Regions from separate parts of the Mus musculus genome. Here all the other regions are linked to region 1. A link is a contact called in public HiChIP or PLAC-seq, capture Hi-C and promoter capture Hi-C data. All regions are on one chromosome and are shown on one strand. Each heading gives the region's core, a stretch centred on a gene start, on an enhancer-like site or on the middle of the called end of the contact. The rest is flanking DNA. Distances are from core to core; before and after follow the strand shown. Region 1 holds the start of Qprt (quinolinate phosphoribosyltransferase). Region 2 holds the start of Nupr1 (nuclear protein transcription regulator 1). Region 3 holds the start of Sult1a1 (sulfotransferase family 1A, phenol-preferring, member 1). Region 4 holds the start of Fbrs (fibrosin). Region 5 holds the start of Aldoa (aldolase A, fructose-bisphosphate). Region 6 holds the start of B130055M24Rik (a long non-coding RNA gene). Region 7 holds the start of Ino80e (INO80 complex subunit E).

Evidence for each region. Promoter capture Hi-C pulls out the DNA fragments that hold promoters and counts their contacts. HiChIP or PLAC-seq counts read pairs in DNA pulled down with a chosen protein or histone mark. Capture Hi-C pulls out chosen DNA fragments and counts their contacts.
Region 2: a contact with region 1 is called in a promoter capture Hi-C map of liver, with 3 times the contacts expected there. The contact joins the promoter of Nupr1 here to the promoter of Qprt in region 1. A contact is called at or near these places in 7 of 39 promoter capture datasets (cranial neural crest, embryonic stem cells, frontonasal cranial neural crest and 4 more), 1 of 15 datasets of contacts at CTCF or cohesin (the NIH/3T3 cell line), 2 of 484 Hi-C or Micro-C datasets (Sertoli cells and cerebellum), 3 of 115 datasets of contacts at active chromatin or transcription factors (astrocytes, embryonic stem cells and large pre-B cells) and 1 of 9 other capture datasets (liver).
Region 3: a capture Hi-C map of macrophages shows a contact between it and region 1, with 4 times the contacts expected there. The contact joins the promoter of Sult1a1 here to the promoter of Qprt in region 1. A contact is called at or near these places in 7 of 39 promoter capture datasets (the SN4741 cell line, cranial neural crest, hippocampal neurons and 3 more), 2 of 15 datasets of contacts at CTCF or cohesin (the NIH/3T3 cell line and large pre-B cells), 1 of 115 datasets of contacts at active chromatin or transcription factors (embryonic stem cells) and 2 of 9 other capture datasets (liver and macrophages).
Region 4: a promoter capture Hi-C map of liver shows a contact between it and region 1, with 1.9 times the contacts expected there. The contact joins the promoter of Fbrs here to the promoter of Qprt in region 1. A contact is called at or near these places in 1 of 39 promoter capture datasets (liver), 1 of 484 Hi-C or Micro-C datasets (B cells) and 3 of 115 datasets of contacts at active chromatin or transcription factors (bone marrow-derived macrophages, double positive thymocytes and regulatory T cells).
Region 5: a contact with region 1 is called in an H3K27ac HiChIP or PLAC-seq map of embryonic stem cells, with 3 times the contacts expected there. The contact joins the promoter of Aldoa here to the promoter of Qprt in region 1. A contact is called at or near these places in 16 of 39 promoter capture datasets (the C10 cell line, the HPC-7 cell line, the SN4741 cell line and 11 more), 4 of 15 datasets of contacts at CTCF or cohesin (the NIH/3T3 cell line, embryonic stem cells, large pre-B cells and 1 more), 13 of 484 Hi-C or Micro-C datasets (B cells, the MNK3 cell line, Th17 cells and 8 more), 59 of 115 datasets of contacts at active chromatin or transcription factors (the 230-238 cell line, CD8 T cells, the HPC-7 cell line and 38 more) and 4 of 9 other capture datasets (adipose tissue, embryonic stem cells, liver and 1 more).
Region 6: an H3K27ac HiChIP or PLAC-seq map of embryonic stem cells shows a contact between it and region 1, with 5 read pairs. The contact joins the promoter of B130055M24Rik here to the promoter of Qprt in region 1. A contact is called at or near these places in 2 of 39 promoter capture datasets (liver and neutrophils) and 3 of 115 datasets of contacts at active chromatin or transcription factors (embryonic stem cells, microglia and pancreatic cancer cells).
Region 7: a promoter capture Hi-C map of adipose tissue shows a contact between it and region 1. The contact joins the promoter of Ino80e here to the promoter of Qprt in region 1. A contact is called at or near these places in 4 of 39 promoter capture datasets (the C10 cell line, cranial neural crest, frontonasal cranial neural crest and 1 more), 2 of 15 datasets of contacts at CTCF or cohesin (embryonic stem cells and large pre-B cells), 9 of 484 Hi-C or Micro-C datasets (CD4 T cells, bone marrow-derived macrophages, cerebral cortex and 5 more), 38 of 115 datasets of contacts at active chromatin or transcription factors (the 230-238 cell line, the HPC-7 cell line, the NIH/3T3 cell line and 24 more) and 4 of 9 other capture datasets (adipose tissue, liver, macrophages and 1 more).

The regions. Positions count from the first base shown.
Region 1 is chr7:127,120,247-127,123,742 of GRCm38.p6, forward strand. Qprt (quinolinate phosphoribosyltransferase) reads right to left here and starts at 1,783. Exons shown (of 4, transcript NM_133686.1): 1 at 1,727-1,783. The coding sequence starts at 1,739. It also overlaps a transcript of Spn not described here.
Region 2 is chr7:126,623,951-126,627,446 of GRCm38.p6, forward strand. It overlaps Nupr1 (nuclear protein transcription regulator 1), which reads right to left and starts at 1,520. Exons shown (of 3, transcript NM_019738.1): 1 at 1,373-1,520; 2 at 940-1,083. The coding sequence starts at 1,484. The coding sequence ends at 953. All of the region lies in intron 1 of Gm39087 (a long non-coding RNA gene), which reads left to right.
Region 3 is chr7:126,674,905-126,678,400 of GRCm38.p6, forward strand. Sult1a1 (sulfotransferase family 1A, phenol-preferring, member 1) reads right to left here and starts at 1,514. Exons shown (of 8, transcript NM_133670.2): 1 at 1,398-1,514; 2 at 540-679; 3 at 324-449; 4 at 145-242. The coding sequence starts at 1,414.
Region 4 is chr7:127,476,992-127,480,487 of GRCm38.p6, forward strand. Fbrs (fibrosin) reads left to right here and starts at 1,967. Exons shown (of 18, transcript NM_010183.2): 1 at 1,967-2,654; 2 at 2,945-3,124. The coding sequence starts at 2,208.
Region 5 is chr7:126,797,334-126,800,829 of GRCm38.p6, forward strand. Aldoa (aldolase A, fructose-bisphosphate) reads right to left here and starts at 1,921. Exons shown (of 9, transcript NM_007438.4): 1 at 1,712-1,921; 2 at 311-443; 3 at 4-215. The coding sequence starts at 422.
Region 6 is chr7:127,446,446-127,449,941 of GRCm38.p6, forward strand. B130055M24Rik (a long non-coding RNA gene) reads left to right here and starts at 1,945. Exons shown (of 2, transcript XR_869949.3): 1 at 1,945-3,126. Zfp689 (zinc finger protein 689) reads right to left here and starts at 2,713. Exons shown (of 3, transcript NM_175163.3): 1 at 2,209-2,713; 2 at 1,918-2,031. The coding sequence starts at 2,413.
Region 7 is chr7:126,860,684-126,864,179 of GRCm38.p6, forward strand. It overlaps Ino80e (INO80 complex subunit E), which reads right to left and starts at 1,689. Exons shown (of 8, transcript NM_001370765.1): 1 at 1,591-1,689; 2 at 1,022-1,334; 3 at 793-863; 4 at 557-609. The coding sequence starts at 1,646. It overlaps Hirip3 (HIRA interacting protein 3), which reads left to right and starts at 1,289. Exons shown (of 7, transcript NM_172746.3): 1 at 1,289-1,833; 2 at 1,917-2,037; 3 at 2,135-2,243; 4 at 2,486-3,496. The coding sequence starts at 1,769.

The sequences.
Region 1 (3,496 bases), core at 533-3,032:
GGTCACTCTGAGCTACATGAGTTGCAAGCCATGTTGGGCTGTGAATCAAGACCCTGGAGATGTGGCCCTGCATATCACTGAGGCTCAAAGGTTAAGTCCACACTGTTCTTGCAGAAGATCCAAGTTCTGTTCCTAGCACACACATCAGGTGGCTCACAACCGCCTGTAACTGTAGGGAGACCCAATGCCTATGGCATCTGGCAACCCCACACATGTGTGCATAACTCCTGCCATGCATAAACAGAATTTAAAATATTAAAAAAATACTCTGTCTTAGGAATAAACAAAACCAGGCACACCCCTTTAATCTCGGCACCCGGGAGGCATAGGCAGGAAGATTGCTGAGTGTTCCAGCCCAGCTAGGGCTCCACAGTGAGGACCTGTCTCAAAACTAAATGAATAATCAGAGGGGAAAGACAGTTCAGGAGGCCCCAAGCTCCATCCCCAGAGACGTACAAAGGTGGAAAGAAGAAGAGAACAACCTCTGAAAAGATGTCCTCTGACCTCCACACTGTGACACCTGACACCCCCACCACCATGCACTCACATACAATAATAAGTTTAAAAATTCAGAAACCCGGGTTGGATGAAAAATGCCATTATTGAACCCCCTTTCTCAGAAAAGGGAATCCATGGCTATTTTCTCAGAATTTCATATTCATGTTGGGCATCCATGCCCTCCCTGAACACCCACCCACAGTTCCTCAGTAAAGAACTCAGGAACCGGGACACTTGCAAAGGTGGTTGAGTTTCCCTACCACCCTGAAGCATCTTCCAGATGCAGAAACCTAGAATCCTTCTGGGTAACTTCCCAGGGTTCCCACAGCTGTGAATCCCCTGGCCTCAAATCCAGGGCAGTGTTAATGTTAGGAGGGAAAGGCAGACCAGGCAGAACACACGGGTTTGATCCCAGCACTTGGCAGGCGGCCGGCGGCAAATTTCGGTAAGTTTGAGGCCAGCCCGATCAGCACAGGCAACTCCCCAGATTCTAGCCAGACCTACAAATCCAGAGCAGGCTCCACAGGCAGGCCAGAGGAGTTGCATGCAAACCGGCAGGAAAGTGGGGAGGATGGGGGAGGAGGCCCCAGGGAGGAAAGGGAAACACAAAAGATTTAAATAAGAGCGGCAAACCTACTAGGGTGGAAGGTCTTAAGCATGCTGCGCAAGTGTCGACCACTGAGCTACACCCCAGACCCAATGCTACTGCAAGAAAAAGAGGCTGTGAGGCTGTAGAAGTCTTCCGATGGCCCTGCAGCCTGTCCTTGATGCACTCTAGGCTCAAGCAGGTGCTGTGAGTCCCAAGCCAGACTCTGCGGCCTGAGCGCAGTCTCCGACTTCATCCCCTCCCCGCCCCCCACACTCTACAGGGATGAGACCGGACTTTGCCTCCGCTTCTCTTGGCTGCTAACAAGGGACAGAGTCCAGGGCTGCTCCCCTTTCCAAACTCCCACTACCAGTCCATCTGACCCCAGCAGAGCAACCCCATCCATTCTGTTCCCAAGCTTCTGCCCTTCCGTAGGGCTCAACACAGAAAGAACCGCGAAGCAAGAGGAGGATTTTGGAGGTTCAAACAAGACAGAGAGAAGCGGACTTGGGAACAAGATCCAAGGAGAGGCCACAAGGGGTTCTTTAGAGAAGAGAGAGGGAGGCAGATGGCTGAAATAGGAAGAGGGACGGGCAGTAGGGGACATAGAAAACAGGAACACAGAGCAGAGACTTAGGTCACCTTCAGGGTCCATGGTGACTTGGAGCAGCCAGCGGGTCAGTGTGTTCACCACAGTTCAGGTCGAATGTTCCCAGAAGCTGAGGCTGGGGGTGGGGCTGCCAGAGAGAGGGGAGGGAGGGGCCGAGCTGGGTCAGTCCTTCCTAAGAGCCCTCACGGTACACCTCTTTGGACCCTCGCTGAGCCAGCCCCACTGCGAACCCCAGAATCAGTGGGAAGTGCTCAGCTGTGAGCACTTAGAAATTCTGACTCCTCTGGCACCAAACAGGCCCTGTTTTCTCCACTTCCAGCCCTGCTGGAGCTCCCTCGGAGTGCAGGGCCATGAATGCCGGACCTCACTCTCCTATGAGGGCCGGAAAGCCTTGTTAGTGGTGTGCTGGGAAAATCGTGGATCCCAGACCTGCACTCAAGCCCCAATTCCGTTCTCCCTAACCCCACCAGAGAGAGGCTCTCACTGTATAGATCCACCTCCTGTGTCCCCAGCCCGTGCTAGGATTAAAGCGCGCACAAGCACATGCGGCCCATTCTCTTTTTATCTCAAATTTTCTGAGGGACAGAGTAGGAACCCCACAAATATCCCCTCATCCCTCCCACTTTTCCTGAGAGCTGCAGTCTGAATGTGCTCCCCCAAAGTCAGTGTGTTGAAAACTTACCCCCCCAAATTTATAGAAATTTGGAGGAGGGGTTTTGGATGAGGCCCTAAGGGTGACGGAGGAGACTGTAGCATCAGTGACTTTGTAGCAGACTGAGAAATATTGCATGTTCTGGATCATATGTGGCTCCTAGCTCTAAATCTTTGGTCATGTATGTTTAACCTGGAGTACACGTGGGAGCCAGAAAACTAGAGATGGACCACAAGGGTGGATACCTAAGGGCTGGGTCAGGGAAATAAAGTAGAGAAGGATGGAATGGGGAAGGGTCAAACCTGGGGGAGGGAGCAAGGTTAGCCAAAATAAAAGGTATATGAAAAAGCTATAGGGAAACCATCTTCCAACCCAAGAAAAAACTATTAGTGAAGATAGTAGAACACTGAGATGTGAAACGAGAGAGAGAGAGAGAGAGAGAGAGTGAGAGAGAGAGAGAGAGAGAGAGAGAGAGAGAGAGACTCAGGGTTAAAGTGAAGAAAAGAGATTCAGAAAAGGGTGGGGGGAAGGGAAGCCCAAACTAAGCGTATATGAGGAAGCATTGCAGGAACCCACTGTTCTGAAAGCTATTTTTAAATATATAATATTTTTTAAATAGGGAGTTGAGCAGAAGTACCCTGCATGAGTGCTTCCCAGAAGACATGAATTATTAAATGAGAACCTCAGTGCCGGGGTGAGCCCTCTCCCTGTGAGTTACTGGTCAGTAAGGCTCCAGATGCTCCGAAAACAGCACACTACTGCTATTGCTCTTGGCTGTGCACCGTAACTACAGGGTGAGACTCGATTGCTGAGAATACCACTCCTAATGCAGAACATAACAAAATTAACCTTGAGCTGACCAGGAAACTTTCTCCCTGTTGGCTAGCCTGCACAATGCCATACAGGCTTCTGGGAGGGGAAAGACATGTATCTTACCTAGTGCTGGACCCATCACGCTGTAACTGACAGGATAGATGCAAGCGAGAGTGGTAGGGTACCCTTGACTCATGCCAAGGTTCCCATGAGAAATTACTCCACAAAACAGATCTAGTATAAGAGGTTTATTGGGGAGGAGAGAACATGAAGGAGATAGAGGCAAACTGACAGGCAGACAGACAAGGAAAGGGAATAGGAGAAAGAAACATGAGAC
Region 2 (3,496 bases), core at 270-2,769, 500 kb before region 1:
AACTCAGAAATCCATCTGCCTCTGCCTCCCAAGTGCTGGGATTAAAGGCGTGTGCCACCACTGTCCGGCCAACACTATTTTTTTCATTTATTGATATGCCAATGTGTTTGCATGCATGTGCGCACATGCGTATTCTCGTGTGCTACTTTGAGCATATGGAAGTCGGTGGACATTGGGGGCACAGAGGTCCTTGTACTCAAGAGAAGCACTAAGAACCAGAAGTTTTAATCATGCCGTGTGTCTCCTCAATGCAGGAGATAAAGTCAAATACCTGCATTCCACTCAGAAATCTGAGAGTGGATTTTGTTAACAACCTGGTGAGCTTTTGGCTCTGTGTGGAGTCAGACCTCCCCAGCTTTTGCTATAGAAGCCGACCTCACTCAAGTTCTCCAGAATGATAATCCCAGACTCTCCCCTCCCTAGACCATTACCCACTCTTAGGAGAGATGTCACATCTGCCTGATGACCTCCATGCTATTGGTCAGAGACCACTCTAGATTCTAGGCCTTTAGCTCTAGAACCCACCCTCATGGAGTTTCAGTGTAGTCACACCTCAAGCTTTATTGTGCTCCTGGAATTGAACTGATGGACCTGACTGTTGCCTAGAAACCTCTTCCCAAATTGTACTGTGTTTTAAATATGCTGACAGTGAACCGCCTGGCGTTAGATGCCCTGAAATCTGATCCAAGCTGATGGAATTCGGTCTGAATGGGGTTTTCATTCTTATCACTTCCCTGCCTGGACATCTATCTGCAGGGCTCCCTGGGAACACAGCTTGCAGTTGGTTCTCTCCCCTTTCATCACTCGAGTCCCAGAGATCAAGCACAGGTTGTCCTGCTTGCCTGCAAGAGCCTCTACCTGCAGCGCCATCTCACCAGGACCAGCTTTTGGCTCCCCGCTTCCCGCTCGGCACACTTAGGCCCGGCTCTCCCGACTCACCTCCAGCTCCGTCTCAGCGCCAGGCTTTTTTCCTTTCAGAGTTCTGGAACTTGGTCAGCAGCTTCCTCTCATGCCCGCCAGGGCTAGGGCGGTTGGTATTGGCAGCAGCTTCTCTCTTGGTCCGACCTTTCCGACCTCCCCCGACTGGTGGAGCAGGAGGTAGAGGAGGTGTGTGAGGTTAGGACAGGCATATAAATGGCCAGAGTGGGGCGGTCACGTCTTCACGTCTGAAGCACTCTATCCTTGCTGTTTACTCAAGTATAGAATGAGAGATGCTCACTTGTGAGTTCTTGGGGCTAAGGGAGACAGAACTCAGTAGATGAGACTAGAAGGGGTTACTTGGGAGTTGGGAATAGATTAGCTAGGAAAGGTAAACCGGGGTACCCAGTGAGAAGCAGATGGGCTGACCAAGGAGCTACCACGAAAACCTTACCGACACAGGGATGGGCCAGGCTGTACTGATCATATTCATCCAGGATTCCATCTTCATCCTCTAGGTTTAGAGGTTGCTGGGAAGGGTTGGCTGTTGGTGGCAAGGTGGCCATTATGCCTAGTCTGCTCTCTCCAAAGTCTTGCCTGTGTCTCCTTGTCTGAATGTCTGCCCTCTCCCAGTTTCTCACCCTACTTATAACGCTGTCTCCTCCCTAAACCACGGGGTTGGCCCCCGCCCTCCAAGCCCTGTCTGATGCAATCTGGCCCTTTCCCAGAACTGGGCCCATAGACAGCAGTCCTGAGCAGAGAGGAGCACCCTCCCCTCCCTCCTCCCTCACAGGACTCACCCAAGCACAGCTGTGTTTTTCCACGTGGAAAGCTCTCGCCTCAGGGGCGGAGGAAGCAGACAGGATCTGGGCACAGTCTTTGGGATATTGGCCAGGGAGAGCAGAGGGCCTCAGATAGGCCAGTCCTTCCTATCATTTCAGCCTCTGCCACAAGCCCCTCCTGGGCCTGGGTCATAGTTAGACAGACAGACAGACAGACAGACAGACACACACACACACACACACACACACACACACACACACACTGTAGTCTGGTTCAGATTCAGGAGGTAGTGGCAGCATACATACTGAAAAGGGAGGGAGGAGGGACACTGACCCACTTCTTGCTTGGTCAGCAGTTCCTGTCACACCCAAGGCTTCTATTTTTGTGAAAAGTCCCCTTCAACAGAGTCCCCAGGGACTTCTTCCTCATGCAAGATGGAGGATAGCTAGCTGGTAGAGACAGCAAATACCCTGGATTCCACACTCTGATTCCTGATCCACCTCCCTCTACCTTTCTTTCTGACAGAATCCTTCTATGGAGCCCAGGTTAGCCCTTGAACTTGCAATTCTCTGGCCTCCTCATCCTAAATGCTGGGATCACAAGTCAGCTCAGATCCAGTGTTTCCTGCTGTGTGACCTTGGACACGTCACTTTCCCTCTCTGATTGCTTCAGGTTCCCCCTTTAACAGAGGATAACTCTATCTGGCTCTGTTGGTGAGAGGTTGCAGACTCATGAGGCCTGGAAAACCTTCACAAGCGGGAACAGTGTAAGGATTAGTCACAACTTCCCATGGGTTCCCATACAGTGCCCTTGCCTTGACCCTCCCCCCTCAAAAAAAAAAAGGGTGGAGAAAAGGAATTTAAAATAAAATATTGTGTGTTGGCAAGATGACTCAATGGGTAAAGTACTTGCCACCAAGCCTGACAACCTGAGTTTATCGGTTTCCAGGACCCATACAGTATGGGAGAGAAAAATGTCCCATAAATTGTCCTCTGACCCTCACATTCCTATCCATGTACACACACAATAAATACGTGTGACTTCTAAAATTTAAATAATATATTGAGGGCAGAATGAAATAAACAGGTATTTGTGCTTTGATACCCCCTGCCTTGTTTTTTAGGCAGTCTCACTGTTTTAGCTGTGGCTGGCTAAGAACTTGCTCTGTAGGCCAGATTTGAGTCTAGTGTTGAACTCAGAGATCAACCTGCCTTTGACTCCTGAGTGCCAGGTTTAAAGGTGTGCATCACCACACCCAGCCAGTATGAATCAAGTGTGAACTAATAGTAAGCTTTTTCAGTCCATACTAGCTTCCCTTGGGTTGTTTGATAAGAATTAGTATGAATTTTAAGTTCAAATAAAAAGCATGTGAAATGAAATTTTCTACTTTTTTTTTATTTTAAAAAAAGTTTTCATACAATGTATTCTGATCAAGGTTTCTTTTCTCCAACTCCTCCCAGACCCTCCCCATGCCCCCAAATTTTACTCTATAGGAAACGAACAGGTGAATCATCATTGTCACCGTCGTCGTCGTCAGAAATATGAATGAAAAAATTAAAAAGCAGAGGCCATGCGGCTCCTGGGTATGGTGGAGAAGGTTTAGTGTAGACATGAGGGAGAGCACAAGCAGAGCTATCTGCAAGAGTCCAGAGTGAACATGGCCAGCAGACTTAACAGGGCCTGTGGGAGACAGAGAGAGAAAGAGACAGGGGGAAGAGAAGAGAGGAGGGTCGACAGAGGAACCTTGGACCAAGTGGCCAAGAGGCAAAAAACAAACAAACAAAAAAACAAAAAA
Region 3 (3,496 bases), core at 264-2,763, 450 kb before region 1:
TCTTTCTTTTTCTCTGTCTTTTTGAGTGAGACATGGTCTTGGACTTGCTGTGTAGCCAGTTGCCCCCAGTCCTTCTGCCTCTACTTCCCACATGCTGAAAAGCACTACCATAACTGGGGTTTTCTGTTAGTTGGTTGGTTTTACCTTGATCTTTTGATCCAGCAGACTCTGAGGGAGTAAGGACAAGGGCAGATGTGTCTTAATGATCCGTGGGGCTGGTGTCTCTTTCAGAGTTTCAAGACCTAAGTTGAACAAGGAACTTTGTTAAACTGGGGCCCGGTCCTACCTTTTTCCACTTGTCTCTAGCACCCCCATGCACATACCTGGGGGGACCCCTGGGCAGCTGAACTCAAGGAAGGGTATCCGGGCATAGACGGGGGCCCGGCCACACTTATCTAGCTTGCCACCCTGATAGATCATATCCATGATCTCACTCATCCAGGTAGTACCTGGAAAGGGAGGAGCAAGAGGTGAGCGAGGCTCAGAGTCTTGACCTGCTTACCAAAGTGTGTGTGTGGTGGGGACCACTGCTCGCTCACCAGACTTTGGGTACGTGCTGATGAGCACATCATCAGGCCAGGCTGTGAAGTTCTGCAGTTGCTCCATTGTCTCCGCAAAGTATTTGATGAGTGGGATTCCCTTCACAGGCACCAGTGGTTTACGCAAGGGCTCCATGTTGCTGCATTGAGAACAGAGTAAAACCCACTTCTCTAGCAAGTCCACAGTACCATGTGTTAAATGATTTAAGACGGGGATCCTGGGGCTTTGGCAGAGCCCCCCAAAGTGGCAGGTAGATCTGGGATCAAAGGCAAATCTATCTCCACCAAAAGTCACCACTGTGCTATGTCTGATCACCTGTGGAACATTGTTCCATGTCCCTAGTGCCCAAGCATACATAGTCCAGGCATTAAAACACTCTGAGGTAGAATCAGTCCAATGTGTGCTGTTTCCTAGGATATTCCAGCTCATACATGAGAAAACGGCAGGCACCAGCCGAGTCTTCACTACTTCCTAGTGCAGCTTCAGGCCATGGCCTCTCTCTATTTTTTTCCCCTTGAACTTCCTGTTATCTTCAGAAATGCCTCAGCCCATCTAGAACTGATATCCTATTTTGCTCTGAGACAAATATAACCAATTTAGCTATTAAGCTTGTTGCAAGGTAGGGAGAAACTTTCTACTAAAATAAAAAGGATTCTAAAACAAGCCAGAGCGGAGGGGAACTCAGACAAACCACAGTTGCTCTTCTGAGGTGGGGTATGCATGGAGAAAGTAGAGAGGCTAGAGGCCCAGGCAGCAGTCAGGCAGACTAATCAAAGTGTAAGGACTAGCTGGCACTTGAAGAGCAGTGGAACCAGTATCTGGGCAGGACAAGGTGGCCACCCCACTCTGCCACTCACCTGGGGTTCTGAGCCATGCCTCCCTCGGTGCTCAGTGGTAGGGATCTTTGTGTAGGCTTTGCAATGTGGGGAATGCAGAATTGGTCTTTGAGCTGGAGATTTTGTGTCCCAAGTGGGAGGAAGTGGAAACAGTGCTAGGACTGGCTGTTCTCCAGAAACAAAAAGGGGAGGAGGTGGAGTAGGGCAGGGTTCTGTTAACCATACTGTGGACTGTGGGTTTAGCCTGTTCAAAACAAAACAAAACACCAATCAGGCCACAGCATGGACAGTGGGTTTCTTTTGCTCTGCTTCTGACTCCTTCCTAACTTACCTAAACTTAAGGTAGAACAATGGGACTTTTCTAATTAACCCACTCTGGCATAGGGAAGAAAGTAGCCAGATGGGGACACCTGCTGGCTCCAAGCCAGTCTTGAGGACACCTTGGGCTTCGATCAGAGCAACCACAGCGATGCCTGGAACCTCTGACGTCAGGGAAAGTCCAGAATGATGGGAAGGAGCAAGGTCAAGGAACTAGAGGTGCAACAGAGTTGGAGGGGTGTTCATGGGAGTGTGAGTCTAAAGGCCCTGGAAGGTGCCCCTGCCTTCATGGCTCTAGTCTACCTCATCCAATACCACACGTGACTGGTGGAGATCAGTCCCTAGAAAGATTTTCACCCTCTGCAAAGACAAGAGGCTGCAGCTGGGAGAGACACACCTCCAGGAGTGAGGAGTGCCCCCTTGACCTCTGTCTGCTGTTGGAGTGAAGATGCAATATCAAGCTGCACTGGGGCTGCAGAGGCTCCTGTACCACAGCTGTGCACCTCCTGACCCTTACAGAGTTGTCATCTCAGAGGAGAGCTGTGCAAAGCTGGGCATCAGGACAAGACTTCCCATTTCTCTAGAGGAAATTGTGTTTGTTTGAGACTATGTAGACTGATGACAGGACCACTCCGAGGTGTGACTGAGGGGAGGATTTTATTGTAGATGCTAGGGAGAGTTCAGCCATAGTGATCTGGAAGAGTCCAGAGAGAAAGAAGTGGACTGAATATGACCAGAAAACTGGACTTGGCCATGAGAAGTGGGTTTGGGCATGGGATAGCAAGAGATGAAGACAAAGACGAGGACTTGGAGAGTGGGGTTGGGGGATGCGTAGCTGAGATAGCTGGGTTATAGGACAGTGAGAAGCTGGTAGAAAGGGAGCCTCTGGGCCAGGGGAGCGAGAGGAGCCAAGATGCCAGCATGCCTTTTAGTGTGCTAATAGGTACCACAGATCTGTTCCTTCTGCCAGAATAAGGGAATGGCTCCTTTAGTAGAGGAGAACTGCTTCGAGAGATCCTAAAGAATGCTGGCTTTGGAACTGACAGAGACAAGGTCTCATACTGGATCCTAGGCTGACTAGGAATTCACCATGTAATCCAGGGTAGACTTGATCTTGTGGCAATTCTGCTCCAGCATGTCAAGGGCTAAGATTGCAGGTATGAATGTATATATTCATATATTATGTCATCTTTTTTCTTGTGGGTGGGCGTTCGGATCCAGTGCCAGGCCTTAGAGCCATGGGATCTACTAGCATGCACCTATGAAGAGAACTGGTACCAGTGGAGAGGGGATCCTCTCAGAACTTGGTACCTATACAGAGGGCCACCAGCAGAGCCGCATCGCTGGAGGGACAGTGTTGAGTTGCAGCTCAGAACTGTATCTTTCCCAACATTTTGCTCGCAGGTTACAGACTGGAAAGCTTTGCTGGTACACCTGCTGCCACTGAAGCAGGGAGAAAGAAGAATAAAGACCAAAGGGTCCAGCTTTGGACCAGCAGGATAGCTCAGATGGTAAAGGCACTTGCTGCCAAGCTTCATGGTCTGAGTTCAATCCACAGGACTCTTACAATGAAAGGAGAGAACTGACTGCTACATGACACATAAATATGTGTACACACTTGCACATAAACAATATATGTGTGTATGACTTTTATTTTTTTTTAATTTAAAGTTCGTGTCTTTATCCCCAGAACAAGCTTAAACCTTAAGTCCACATGTGGCATTTTGTGTGAGAGAACTCCTGAGGAATCCATTTTGGCCCTGTGCATACTTAAAAGGTCTGTCTCTACCCTGGTTCTGTCT
Region 4 (3,496 bases), core at 717-3,216, 360 kb after region 1:
TCCATCCCCAGTCCAGAGATGACACTTGAGAGCTGCTTTATGTGGTGCTATGTATACCATGGATACACAACTCTTACATCATAGAATGAAAAGGCCTTGGAACAGGTTAAGGCCTTGAAGATGTTATTTACTCCTCCCAAATGCTGCCATCGCCAACTTAGGACAATCTATCATAGAGAGTCGACCGGCACAAAGTCTGTTAGGGAATTTATCACTATTTTATATCGACAAGAAAACAAGGGTTGTCAAGGAAATGTCCACATTAAAAGAACAGCCAGGGCCAGTGAGATGGCTCCACTGAAAAAGCGCTTGGTACATACATAAGCTTAGTAACCAGAGTTTGATCCCCAAAACCCATGAACATGTTGAAGACTCTACAAAGTTGTCCTCTCGTCTCAACATACATCTAATGGCACTCGCACCCTCACATACATCATGCCCACACACTAATGATACATTAAACAATCAGATCAGAGTGGTACAACCTAAGTGCTGCAGTTGGTGGCACAGTGGCCAGGACCTTCACTCTGGAGCTAGAATCCTGGCAGTTTGTATACAGATACCTTTGGTAAAATGGATCGGAGAGCAAATATTTACCTCGGAACTCATTACCAAGTGAATTAATGTGAGAGAGTACTTCGCACTGGAGTGCAAAGTGTTTATTATTGTTGAGCACAGGAAGGGACGGCCACTGGGAGCTTGGTCTCCGCCCCACCTCTGACTCTCGCGGATCGTGCTTGGGTTTTCTGAGACGCCACGGTAGACAGATCCGCCCAAAGACGGGCAGAAGGCATTAGCGCCATGCGCTTGCGCGAAATACCAACAGGCAAAAAGGCAGCCACTACACACCAGAAAAGCGCACCTAGGACAGCCTAACGCCTACCAGTGGCCTGCTGCCTACCACTCCAGGCACCACCTCCCAGTGCCTCGCACTGTCTCTCAGTAGATGGCCAATAAACAGAGAGCAGGAAGAGGCGGGTGGCCTAAGGAACTGCTCCAAACACCTACTTCGGACCAGTCCAGTCACAAGACCTGGGGAGGGCGGGGCTAACCTGACAACCCAATCCCACATTTGAAGGCTGTTACGTCCGGCACTCCGGCGACTTTGACTCCGCCCTTTGCATTGACGTTTACTTGCCAACCTATAAACGACTGAGCCTCGGAGGGAGGGGGAAGGAGGCGGAGAGAGGAAGGAGGCGTTGGCTGAGGAGGAAGAGGGAGGAGGGGCAGGGAAGTTCTGGTGGAGAAGAGCCGTAGACGCCGAAGAAGACAACAGGAGGATACGGCGGAGTTCCTCACTGTCCAGTGGCCTTTCCGGATCCTTCTAGCTACAAGCCGGTTAGGAACGGAGGAAAGGAGGAAGAGTCTTTTATGTCGGAGGACAGAGAGAGAAGCTCTATCCGTCACCGTTGCCTCACATCCGGGACTTTGGACGGCAGGCTCCGCCCCCTTGCACCTTTCAAGGCTACGGGAGGCGGAGACCTCGTTAAATCTCCTTAAAGGGGTGGGTACCGAACTCGGCCGACTCCAACGCCAGTCTTAAAGGGGACAGCAGAAGCTGACAAACAACTCCTGCTGGAAGAATTGGGGCAAGTGGAGTTTTCCTACCTCCTGCCCCACGCAAGAAGTTCATTAAATTCATCTTAAAGGGGAAGTGACAGCCTGTGAAGGGCTAGAAACTTAGCTACGCTCTCTAAAAAGGGACGACTCGCTGTTTGAAGGCCTCTGGACTCTTTAAAGGGGTGGCCTCTTTCAGCCGGAGGACTTGAGACACTTTTAAAGGGGAAGTCGTGCTTTCCGCCCCTTTTAAAGGGGTGGTCCTTCCTCTTCCTCTGGGAGACTTGCCTCGACCCCTGGCACGGGGCCGCCACCGCACTAGACCAGCCGGACACGGTGGAGTCGTCTTAAAGGGGCCGGGGGCTGGACAATTTGAGGCCTCGCCTTAAAGGGACGGCCGCCCAGTTTTAGTCGTCGCGGCCCCGCCAGCCCTACAGGGGGGGCCTTCAGGCTTGTCGCCCCGGGGGCGGCGCCGGCTCTCTGGGCCTTGGCCTTGGGGCAAGCCAGAGGCCAGCGGATCCTGTTTTAAAGAGGAAGCCGGAGCTCTCCCGTCCCTGTGCAAGCGCCAGCGCCGCGCTCGCGACCCGGGGCCTGTGGACAGGCCGCTTCGGGCCCCGCCGCCTCCGGATGCGGCGCTGAGGGCCGTCACCATGGAGACGGCCGCGGCCCCAGGCCCGGGCTGGGCAGCTGAAGGGGAGCGGCGACGGAGACGCTGCTCGCGGCGAGACCGTGATCGGGAGCAGCGGCGCCGCCGAGGTCCAGGCGGTGACGCGCCCCGGGCCTTGTTGGCCGCCCCGCGAGGCTCTTCATCCTCCTCGTCACCGCCGCCGCCCGCCCGTCCCTGGTCGTCAGCTTCATCTGGAGAGCGGCCTGGGGGCCTACGACGGCGGCGGCCCCGACCCAGGCCTCGACCCCCGAGACCGCGAGCTCGGAAGCGGCCTGCCGGTTCGGGCAGCCGCGGAGAGGAAGAGGACGAGGAGGAAGAGGGGGGCGCAGACGACGGAGAAGCCGAGGAGGAGCCTGAGGAGGAGGAAGAGGAGGAAGACCTGATCGATGGTTTTGCCATCGCTAGCTTTGCCAGCCTTGAGGCCTTGCAGGTGTGCCCTAATGGGATTTGGGGGTCTTTGGGAGGTGGGTCAGAAGGGCAGAGAGAAGGGTATAGCCCTTACAGAGGATGGGGTTGAGGGGGCAGTGGTGACACCCCAAACCAGAGCAACCGGCTCCTCTTGCCGGGTTTCTGCCCCACCCTGGGGTGGGAGGAGGTAGAGCTAGTGTCTGGGGACTACCTAGGTTCCCCTGCTTGAGAGGCACTTGAGTAACTTGGTCACCCTTAGAGAGTTAAGGAGCTTTTCTTTCTCCAACCACATTTCCACCACCTCTTCTACAGAAGGATGCATCTCTTCAGCCCCCAGAACGACTGGAACATCGGCTGAAGCATTCTGGGAAACGGAAGAGGGGGGGCTCCAGTGGGGCCACTGGGGAACCAGGGGACAGCTCAGACCGTGAGCCTGGCCGACCCTCTGGGGATAGGCCCCGTAAATGGCCCAATAAGCGAAGAAGGAAAGAGGTGAGCATGTCCCAGATTCCAGTCCTTCCAATTTGTTCAGTCGGAATATATCATTCCTGTAGACTGACTTCCCACGAGCATCACAACTGCCGATCCCAGCAGTAATCCTAGTGTCTAGGAGCACAGGGGAAGGCAGAACAAATTGGACAGCAGCCCCATCTCCAATCCAGGTCTGAAGGACCTAACTAGAGTCAAACTCACTTGCTTTTGCTTGTGCTATGTATACTACTAACAAGCTGATAATTCAAGAGATACATCAAAGACAGCTGAATTATAAATAAGAGATGTCCTGTCCTTTCCTCTAGCTGGTGGCAGCCTAAGGGGAAAGAAACAGCCAAAAAGCAAGCACCTAGACTAGCTTGAGCAGCTGTG
Region 5 (3,496 bases), core at 671-3,170, 320 kb before region 1:
TACCTTAATGCCCACAACACCACCCTTGGACTTGATAACTTGGGGGAAGGGACGTCCATCATCTGCCTTCTGGTACAGTGTCTCGTGGAAGAGGATCACCCCCCCAATGCAGGGATTCACACGGTCGTCTGCAGTCAGCAGCAGCTGGCGGTAGAAGCGCCTGTTCTCCTCGGTGTTCTCGGTGCCAATGGACTGCAGGCGCTTGGCAATGCTTCCTGAAGGGAGGAGGGTCATGTGGGGAGATAAGGGGATCAGCCTGCTAGCTCCAACCTTGGGTCCCTCCTCCCCCTTTCTTCTGCCTGTACCGCACCGGTGGACTCATCTGCAGCCAGGATGCCCTTGCCCGGAGCCACAATGCGGTGAGCGATGTCAGACAGCTCCTTCTTCTGCTCCGGGGTCAGTGCTGGGTATGGGTGGGGCATGGTGCCGGTGGCAGTGCTTTCCTGGGTGAGGGAGGCAGACAGAGACCAGCGCTTAGTTGGACCATCCCATGGTCTCCCCGGTAACAAAGCTTCCCTGGAGGCCAGGGCACTAGCCCCCACCTCCCCTGCCCCACTCCCTGAGGGTCCTGGGATACTTCCTGTCCCAGAGCTCTCCCCTACTCCCGACTTCCCTATACTAGACCTGCCTCTTCCTGTACCTTTCCTAACTCTGTCTGTTGCTGGGTGTTGCCCAGCTCAGAGTGGGGTTGCTCACTGGCAACTGGGGGAAAGGAAAAAGCCAGAGCCAGGGACAGGCGGGTCATGTTGAAGCTGGACCCATCTGGCCTGCGCGTTGCCATGGGTCACCTTGCCTAGAAACAAAATTGAACCGGGAATATTTTAGAATTTAAGGATCACGAATAGGGCAGAGAGCCTAATACCCTCATCTGAAAGAGCCCAAGAAAGAAATGATCTGTGCTCAAAGCCACATAGCAACCCAAAGGCGAGAGTTAAGAGAGAACCAAGATTTCCCGACTGAGGTGGGGGGGCCCCTTCTAATCCACCCAGGGCCGGCCCAGGCTTCAAGGACACCCCAAGGTCAGGCTTCTCTCTTCGTGATGGTTGCGGGGGAGGAGCTCGAGGAAAAGGATTAATTATTAGGAAAAACACAGGGCCATCAGAAGCACAGAAAAGGGGCTATGGAGCCCAGGTAGAACGAAACCTTTGCCTCCATACTGTTAGAAGGGGAGGGAAAGGATGTACGAGGCACGTGCACTTCTACGCTACAGCGGTTCCAGACTCAGAATCAAGGTCACAGATAAGGAAAGATAGTAAAGTGTTAATGGGCAACAGAGTACTGCAGCTGAGGAGTTTAGCCTTCTCTCCTGGGGCTCCCCCGAAAGGAAACCAATTTCCTCCACCCCATCGCGTAAATCCTGAGACGGTGTAAGAGCCGATCGCCCCCGTCTCCCCATCGCTTCTTGAGATCTCTTGAATAGGAAATGGGACCCTGATGCTTTGCATAGCGGAGAGTTTTTGCAAAAATAAAGAGGGGTCTGTTTTTCCACCTCATCTTGCTTCCTCCCCCGGCATGACTCAGCGCGCTGAGTTGCTGCGTGGCGCAGCGAACCGCCAGGGCGCAGGCCGGAGAACCCGGGCTGGGGGCAAGCGTGGGGGTAGAAAAAGGAGAAGTGAGGGGCCGTGGGGAAGACGGCTCTGCACTGCCCGCCACCGGCCCAAGATCCTAACCCCATAGACCCTTCCCCGAGCACGTGTCAAATGGCGCTCACCTGGCACAGGACGGGGTGGGTCTGCCTGGTACGCCGGTGGGTAGGCGAAAGGACTAAGGAGCGAACGCGGCTAGGGTCACCAGAACCTCGTTCTGCTGCGCGTTCCAAGAGAACGCAGCCTATTCAGCTGGGTTGGGGGGGACGGGAGGCGGGGCCCCGGACATTTAAAGGCGCCGCTCCGCCCTCTGCAGGTTTTTTCCCTTGCAGGGACGGGAACCGTCCAATTGAAGGTGGGCACTGTGCGCAGCACCGCCCCAAGATGCTCCGATAGGAGGCGGCACTGGGGAGGAGACAAGCGGCTAGAACACGATCCCTCCTCCGCCCCGCTAGGACGTGACTCGAGCCACATCCCGCAGGTCACCAGGCCCCCCCCCCCAACACCCCCCCCCCCAACCCCTGCCTGGCGCGCGCGCGAACATCGTGACTCAGCCGGAATGTGGGTTGGCGAAGAGTAGGGAGGGGGTCAGAGTGAGATGGTGGCTGGCCTCTCCTCCAAGACCCCTGGCTTCCGGCTGTGTAGTTGCAGCCTGACGTCACTGCTAAGAACGCAGAGCTTCGGAGCCTCCCTGCCTGCCTGCTTCGTCGCTTGACTAAAATGCAGGGCGCGTTCCATCTCTCCCTGGCCAGAGCACGGCGCAGCTGACATGGTACGCAGGCAAAACCTCCCAGAACTAGTGTGCCGGCCACATCGGAACTGAGTGGCGTATCCAGGCCTGGCGTTGCCTAGCAGATTGGCGGGAGGCACCACCCGCGAGCTAAACACACCCAGTTTGAGGAAATGACCGACAAGGACTGGCCCAAGCCAGACAGGTCTTTCCCGAACCTGATTTCCTTCTCCAAAATAAAAAAATCCGTCTCGGAGCTCTCTTGTCACCCTGTAACTCTCAGAGCACTCAGTTTCCTCAGGTCCCAATCCGCAACCCCCATTCCCATCCTGCAATCCGGATAGCGGCCCACCTGTGGCGCAGTGACAGAAGCCGCAGAGCCCGGTCAGCAGAGAGTGAGCCCGGCAGTCCAGGGCTGGGTTTTAAGGCAGCTCCTACTCCCCACCCCTCCCCTACACACCCCCGCACCAGTGTCCCAGACCTTCTCGGTAACCCCTGCCCTTTCCCCACCACGAATCCCGCGGCCGGGACCTATATTTAGGGAAACCTGAGGCTCCTGACATTCATCCCTGCGTGGGGGGTGAAGAAGAGGCAGCTTTGGTTTGCCTTGAGAGGAGGAGGTGCCACTGCTCACTCACCGGTCTTTAGAGGAACCTCTTCCTTGGAAATACAGTGAAATTAGTCAAGAAATCAGTCTCAGGTCCAGGATCTGTAAGGCAGAACAAGAAGGGAAAACATCTAGATATTGCCTCCCACTGCCTCCTCTGGTTCCCTCCTCCCTTGACTCTGGTGCCTGCTGGTGGTTGTACTTTTTTTTTTTTTCCAAAGGAGAGCAGATGCAGGCAGGATACTCACCTCTTAAAATAACCAGGAGTCTAAAGGCAGGGTGTGGCTGGCCATCCCTTTATCCTGATAGTCCAGGTTGGCAGAAACCTCCCACACTGTTGCCTGGGTGAGCAATGTCCTGCATCCTCACCCTCACATACAATAGTTTATCAGGGAAGGGAGAGGAAGAAAGGCAGGGGCACTGGCCAGAGCATCAGGCCCTTTTCAGCGGTCCAAGGGCTCTCAGAATCCTGCCTTTCAGAGAACTCAAGGTTCCCAGGTAATTAGGCTGGGCCTGCCATCCATAGCTCCAGTGCAGTAGCTCCAGTAATGATGTCCTGAGGATCATAGAGGG
Region 6 (3,496 bases), core at 695-3,194, 330 kb after region 1:
CGATTCTACCATTTATGTGATATTCGTTTATTAAAAACCACTAAAGGGAAACCTTTCTTAACTGGGGCAATTGATGCTATTAGCTGGATCCAAGAAATTGACACAAGTAAAAAACAAAAAACAAAACAAAACAAAACAAAACAAAACCAAACACCAGCATCAGCAAGGATGATAAATCTGGGAGTACCTCCACAGGATCAGCACACAGCAGCTGTGGTCCATGAAGGGGCCAAGGCTCCTGTTGGCAGCTGAAGTTGACTATGTGTAAGTGTCCCCAGATGTTCTAGTTTTGAAGGCATAAAGGGTCATGGAGAGCAATGAGGCTTGGCACTGTGACTGGAAAGCCCAGACCATTGGTAAACTCACAGCCTCAGTTAAAGTACAAACCTCAGGACTGAAGGGGGGTCATGGAGATAAATTAAGGCCTGGCACCACGTGGCAGGCTCAGTGTCTCTAAAGAGATCCCAAGAAAGGCTCCCGGTGTACCCAGAACTCCGGTGTTTTGGAGAGAGCATTGGCACAGATGACCACTCACAGCAGCTTTAGAGCTTTGTGAGCTGGCTGTGTGTGCAGTGGATGTCAGACGAGTGCCACTGCCAAGCCCTCTGGAGCCTAGAGGAGCAGAGTCTCAGAAGGCTGGCACTGAGCGTCACACGTAGACTTTGGGTTTGATTTTACTGTAACTGTGCACTGGTTATTACTTCTTGGAATAAACAAGTATGTAACTTTTTTTTAATAGGAACCCATAGTTAATTTTAGAGAGGTTTTGGATATGATAGAGAAACTTTGAAAGAGACTAGGTATTTTAAGGAGAGTCTGAATTGAGTGTTTGAATTGAGATCTTGGAATGAACAAAAAACAAAGGTTATGGTTAAAAGGGATGGGTTTGTGTGTCATGCTAACAAGGGGTCAATTGTGCTGACTTGTTTTATGCCAACCTGATCCAAGCTAGAGTGATTTGGGAAGAGGGAACCTCAACGGAGAAAAATGTCCTCACCAGATTGGCCTGTGGTACATCCTTTTCTTTTTTTTTTTGGTTTTTCGAGACAGGGTTTCTCTGTATAGCCCTGGCTGTCCTGGAACTCACTTTGTAGACCAGGCTGGCCTTGAACTCAGAAATCCACCTGCCTCTGCCTCCTGAGTGCTGGGATTAAAGGTGTGTGCCACCATGCCCAGCGTGGTACATTTTCTTAATTAGTGATTGATTAAGGTTGACATGGGAGGGCCCAGCCCACTGTGGGTGGTGCTATCCCTAGGCAGATGTTCCTGAGTGTGTAAGAAAGTAGGAGAGCAAGCAGGAGGCAGCCTTCCTTGTGGCTTTCTGCTTCAGTTCCTGCCTTGATGTTCCTGCCCTGCCCTGCTTTGATGATGGATGTTTACATGAAAATATCAATGAAATAAACCCTCTTCTCCCCAAGCCACTTTTGTTCATGGTGTTTATCACAGCATAGAAACCTCTGACCAAGACAACTCCCAAATATGCAGCTGTTGGTCTAGGAGCACTTTGAGAGAGTTGTAAAAAAAAAAAACAAAAAAACCTTGGACTGTATTTCATCCAGTAGTTCACAAGCCTAGATGAACATTCCAATCAATGGGGCTTTTTCTTTTTTAAAGTCAAGAGTGAACCAGGGGCTAGAGAGAGATGTCTCAGTGGTTAAGGACTCTTTCTAGTCTTCCCAGGACCGATGGGAATTGGAGAAGTTCAATGGAAGCTAAGTCCCGGATCCTGGAAAGCAGTAGTTATCTTTTTCAAAGCTCAGTAATTCACTTATGTCAATGAAGTACCGTTTGTAGTTCGTATGCCCACAGTACAAGCAACCTGGTTAACTCTCATCAGACGACAAATTTAGATTGGGTCGACAGTTTAGGGCATTACTCAGGAAGGCAGTATGGTTTTCGTGGGTATTTTTCACTCACTTCTCTGGAATGTTACCCATCTCCGGTACTCCTGCGGATCTAGGGCTGCTGGTTCCCAGTCATCGGTATTTCGTTCCAACCAGGAGATGAGAGCTGGTTTGGGACCTGCGCATCCTGGGGAAGGAGAACCAGTCAGAGAGCTGGCCCGAAGAAAGGATGCTAAAAAATAAACGCCAACCCCTAACAAGCCGATCGCAGGTCAGGACCCTAGGCTCCCTGCCCCCACTCTACCCCGCCCTCAAGCTCCATCATCCCTTAGGCCCCGCGTAAGCAGATTGGGCCGGGCCTCACCGAGCGCGCCCAGGAGGCCGTAGGTCTCGCGCATCACATCCCGGTACAGAGTCCTCTGAGCGGGCTGCAGACACCCCCACTCCTCCGAGGAGAAGTACACGGCCACGTCCACGAACTTCAAGGCCCTTGGCCTCCTGCCCCTTTTCCGAGTAGGTCCAGCCTCTCCGACTGCCCGCAGGAGAAGCGGAGCCGAAGGTGGCGCCATCGGACCTGCTCCCCGGCCTTGCCACGGGGACCCGGAGACCTAGAAGCTCCGTCGGGAAGGCCCGGAGGAAATCTGAATCGGCTGCCTGAGGGGCCGGGCGGCCCGACACAGACCGTTATTCAGGGAACTCCCGCTGGAACTTGGGTGAGAGGCACCGGAAGATGCCTTCGGGGAAGATGGCGGCGCTGCTCCTGCACCACCGCTGCCTAGAACACAGGCAGGTTCCAGCTATCGATTTTATTGACCCGAACGCCATGCCGACTTCTTAACCTCCTTGCCCTAAAGTGTAATGGCGCTGCGAGATGGCTTCTTGCCTACTTTCCTCCTATCTATTGCATTCGTTTATTGGTTGGTAGCTGAAGATCGGGCGTTCTGATTGGTCATCAATGAAGGCGGCCCATTTGAATGAAGCCAACGGATTCTTAAGGGCAAGAAGGTGGATCCTGTGTCTCTAAGCCGGTTGTGAGAAGTCTTATGAATGGGAGGCTTTTCTTGTGTTCTCCAACGCTTGTTTGCCCTACTTGGAGAAGACGTTTCTACAGGTCTTCCAAAGGGAAAGTCACACAGTGACAACATGGATTTTTGAACAGCTACATCCTACGATCATAAAGGTGTCACAGCCAGGAATTCTGAAAAGTACTAGATGAGAAGGGAGCGGTGGTAAGGATCTGGTGCACAAAAGGCGCGTCTGGTAAAATTGAATGACTAGAATGGTAAGTTGACTGGTCTTGTACCTTGGGCAGCTCCTAAGTAGTCTATAGAAGTGAATGGCCTACCTGAGTACCAAGGAAGTTCGCTTGTTTAGAGGTGAGACCAATAGCTTTGGGCTTACCCTTTCTTTGTACAGTGGAATGCACATTTAGGCTACCAGGGGGAACAAAAGACAGATGGCTAGTTGATCCTTTCATTTATAATGAAGCAGGGAAATCACCCCTGTACCGTTGCTTTCCGAAATAGTGCAGCTGTGTCAACGTGTGTCAGGAGTGCATGGGCAACATAGACCCTGTTTTTAAATGAAGAGTGTATAGCCCAGTGGCAGGCATTTGCCTAGCATGCATGGGGCCCAAAGTTCTATAAAAGTAT
Region 7 (3,496 bases), core at 439-2,938, 260 kb before region 1:
ATACCTACATGCTATAGCGAGTGTTTTGAGATTAGTGGACAGCTTTCAGGAGTTGTTAGTCTCCTTTGTTCTTAAAGATTGGGCCTCAGTAACAAACTCTATGCCTCTGCCTCTGGCATGCACTACAGGAATGGCTACTACTTTTATCTTTCTAGTTTACTTTTTCACTTATTATAGACAACTGATAGAAATGACAAGCAGCCAGAGGCTTCCTTCATTTTGCCAGCCTGTGTCAAGCACAGTACCTAGAACACAGTGGATAAGGAAATACTTGAAAATCCAGAGGCGTGGTGTGTTCTTTGGAGGCAGAGGCAGGCGGATTTCTGAGGCTAGCCTCAGGCTAGCCTGGTCTACAAAAGGACTACACAGAGAAACCTTGTCCAATGGGGTGAAAAAAGACAAAACAGGAAGAAGGTGACAGAAGGCAGCAACTAGGCTTAAGAACCATTGGAGGGGCCTGCATCAGCTTCCGGACCCTAGGAGGGTGGACCTAGGAACACGTGTTTCAAGGGCCAGTATCTCATATCTTCCTAAAAGTGGTCATGACTTTGCTCACCAGAGGAGTCTTCATCCACGTTCTCATACTGCAGAAGTCGATCTAGAAGGAAACTGAGACAAGTGGGAAGGAGGGTGGGTATCCCCATTTTGGTGGTCTTGAGCCCTACCTAGTCCCTCCTAGGAGACCCACTGGATCCTCCTAAGACTGCATGCATTTGGGATCCTGTTCCGGGACGGCGTAAGAACGGATTCCCTGGGAGTTAACAGTGCCCTCGTGCCCACAAGATGCCTTACCTCTTGTCTCGGGAAACCTTCAGCAATTTCCTTTGCGCCTTTCTGAGCTCCTCCTGGAAGCACTCGTGCTCCTGCGGCGGACAGGGCGGGTGCTGAGCCAAGAGCAATCCATAAAAGACCCAGAACCCGGAGACATCTCTCCCTACTCACCCCCTTTACCACATGGGTAAACTGAGGTCCTCTCCGAGTTAGGCCTCACACTCCACAACCGCCCCACGCTGGCACTCACGTAAATGAGGAACTTGAGCTTCCGCTTCAGATTCCTGTATTTCTTTTTGTAGTCCACTTCGCCGTCCGCTGGTCCGTTCATGACCCGCCAGGGAGAAACGCCCCGGAGTAGAGTCCCGCTACCCAAGTCCGCCCGGCCTCTCACACCTCCACTTCCGGAGACTTTGCAACGCCGTATGAAACGGACTACAACTCCCAGCGTCCTCCGCGCGCGGGGAGCGTAATCACACCGCCCGCCCTCCTGGGGGAAGACCCGAAAGGAACGCTGCTTCCAGTGGCTTCGCGGTGAGCTGAGGTCACAGAGGAGCTGGACACTGGGGGGGCACAATTATTGATTGTAAACTGTTTATAAAGATTTGGAACCAAAAGAATATAACCAGAAATTCAGTATGTTAGCGAGAATACCGTCTCCCTTCTGCCTTTCGAAACAAGCGACCTAATTTGTTAATCCCGACCACAGGGATTGATTGAACTGATTACGTTATAAAGACTGCCGGCGCCGAACCGGCTTCTAGCGAAAATTTTAACACGTAGTTTTAGCAAAGAGTCGAAACCTCGCTCAAGACCCACCAGCTGCTCAGGAAAAAGCAAGGTCGGCCAAAGTTTTCCGTCTCAGTGCTCCACATCGGAGGCTCAACGGTCCCATTCCTCACGAAGCCGCCGCACTGCGCGTGCGCAAACTACTGTCGCTCGGGAAACCAGCCTTGAAGAAAAAAAGGCGGGAGCAACCAATCCCTGGTGACGCAAAATGGCGCCGGGAGATGAGATGCGAAAATTCACTCGCAGCTTCTTTCGAGCTTGCCCGGACCTCAGGTGCATAGAGTCTGGGTATTAGAGTCTGGGTTGTGAAGGGGAGGGGTTAGGCTGGAACTCTGTCATGACACGTGTCTCTGTAGCTCGGTTACGCACGCCATCGTGCGACAGAAATTTTTGATTCACGTGGGTCGGGATCATCTTGAACCTGAAGAGAAGCAGGCGTTGAAGCGGCTGGTGGAGGAGGAGCTGCCGAAAATGCAGGTGTGGGTCTAACCCTGGGCCAGCAGAGACAGGGTTTGTTGCTGAGGGGTTGGGGCAGGGCATCTTGGTTCGGTTTGCCCTCATGCTGCACCCACAGGCGGATGCTGGTACCAGGGAAGGAAAGCCAGACTTTATCAAAGTGAAGAGGTCTCCTGCTCCCTGCAGTGACCCAAAGAAGAAAAGGTTCCGCTTTAATTCAGAGTCAGGTTAGTGCCTTCTTCCCTGTTTATCTGTCTGTGACTCCAGCATCATTGGTTTCTTCAAAAGGCGAGGCGCATGTATTAATTGCAAGGCTGGGGCTTGGGGGACAGTGAGTCAGGAACCAGCTGGGGCCACAGCTGTGGTGCTTCTTGCTGCCCTTCACTCTTAACCAGAGTAGATCTAGAAGCATCCTATTCTAGATGGAAGGAGAGGGAGGAATCCATCCAGTCCCATCCCCATGTTTCAGAATCCAGCTCTTCACCATCCAGTCCAGATGGCTCAGGACCCTCAACAAAGAACAGGACAACCAAGAAGACATGTCTAAGAAGAGCCTTAAAGAAAGCAGTTGAGAGCACAGATGAAGACCACCAAACAGACCTGGATGCAAAGATGGGATTGGAGGAGAGCAGTGAGGGGGAAGCAGAGGGCTCTGTTAGATCAGGTAAGGTCACCGAGGAAGAGGAGGACATGAAACAAGAACAGAAGGGCCAGGTTAGAAAGCAAGCTGGGGCCAAAGACAAGCAAGTACCACTCAAGGCAGACAGGAAGCAGGTTAGGGAAGAGAGTGGGAGCAGTGAGGAGGAGGCTGTGCTGCAGAGAGCAAAGGTGGAGGGAAGCACAGGTGCTAACTGCCAGGAGGAGAGTGAAGAGAGCGGAGAGGAGAGCCCAGCTAAGAAGAAAGAGCTTAGTGAGCCCAGATCCAGAAGTAACAGAGCAGAGAGAACAGCCAGGGAGAGAAAGAGCTATAAGCAGAAAAGCAGGCCTGGGAGGCCAACTGGAGGCTTGCGAGACAGCGAGGCAGAGAAGGAAGGGGGCACAGTGGGCAGTGGGGACAGCAGTGAGGAGGGGGAGGCAGAGAAGGAAGGAGGCACAGTGGGCAGTGGGGACAGCAGTGAGAAGGGGGAGGCAGAGAAGGAAGAGGGCACAGTGGGTAGTGGGGACAGCAGTGAGGAGGGAGAAGAGCACTCGGTGAAGAGAAAGAGCAAGGTCAGGACCCAGACCGAGAGTGGGAGGAGGCAGAACACAAGCAGCAGGGATGACAGTAACAGCACACAGGAGCAAGCAGCTGCTCAAGGCACTACAAAGTCAGGCAGCCTAGGCAGCAGTAATGGTGACAGTGACACAGAGAGGGAAGTGAGTGACTCCCAGGCAGGACAAAACACCAAAGAGGAGAGGAAGAGCCGCTCTTCCAACAAGAGCTCCAAGAACGGCCAGGCCCGAAGTTGTTCATCTTCATCAGATTCGAGTCCAGAACCCA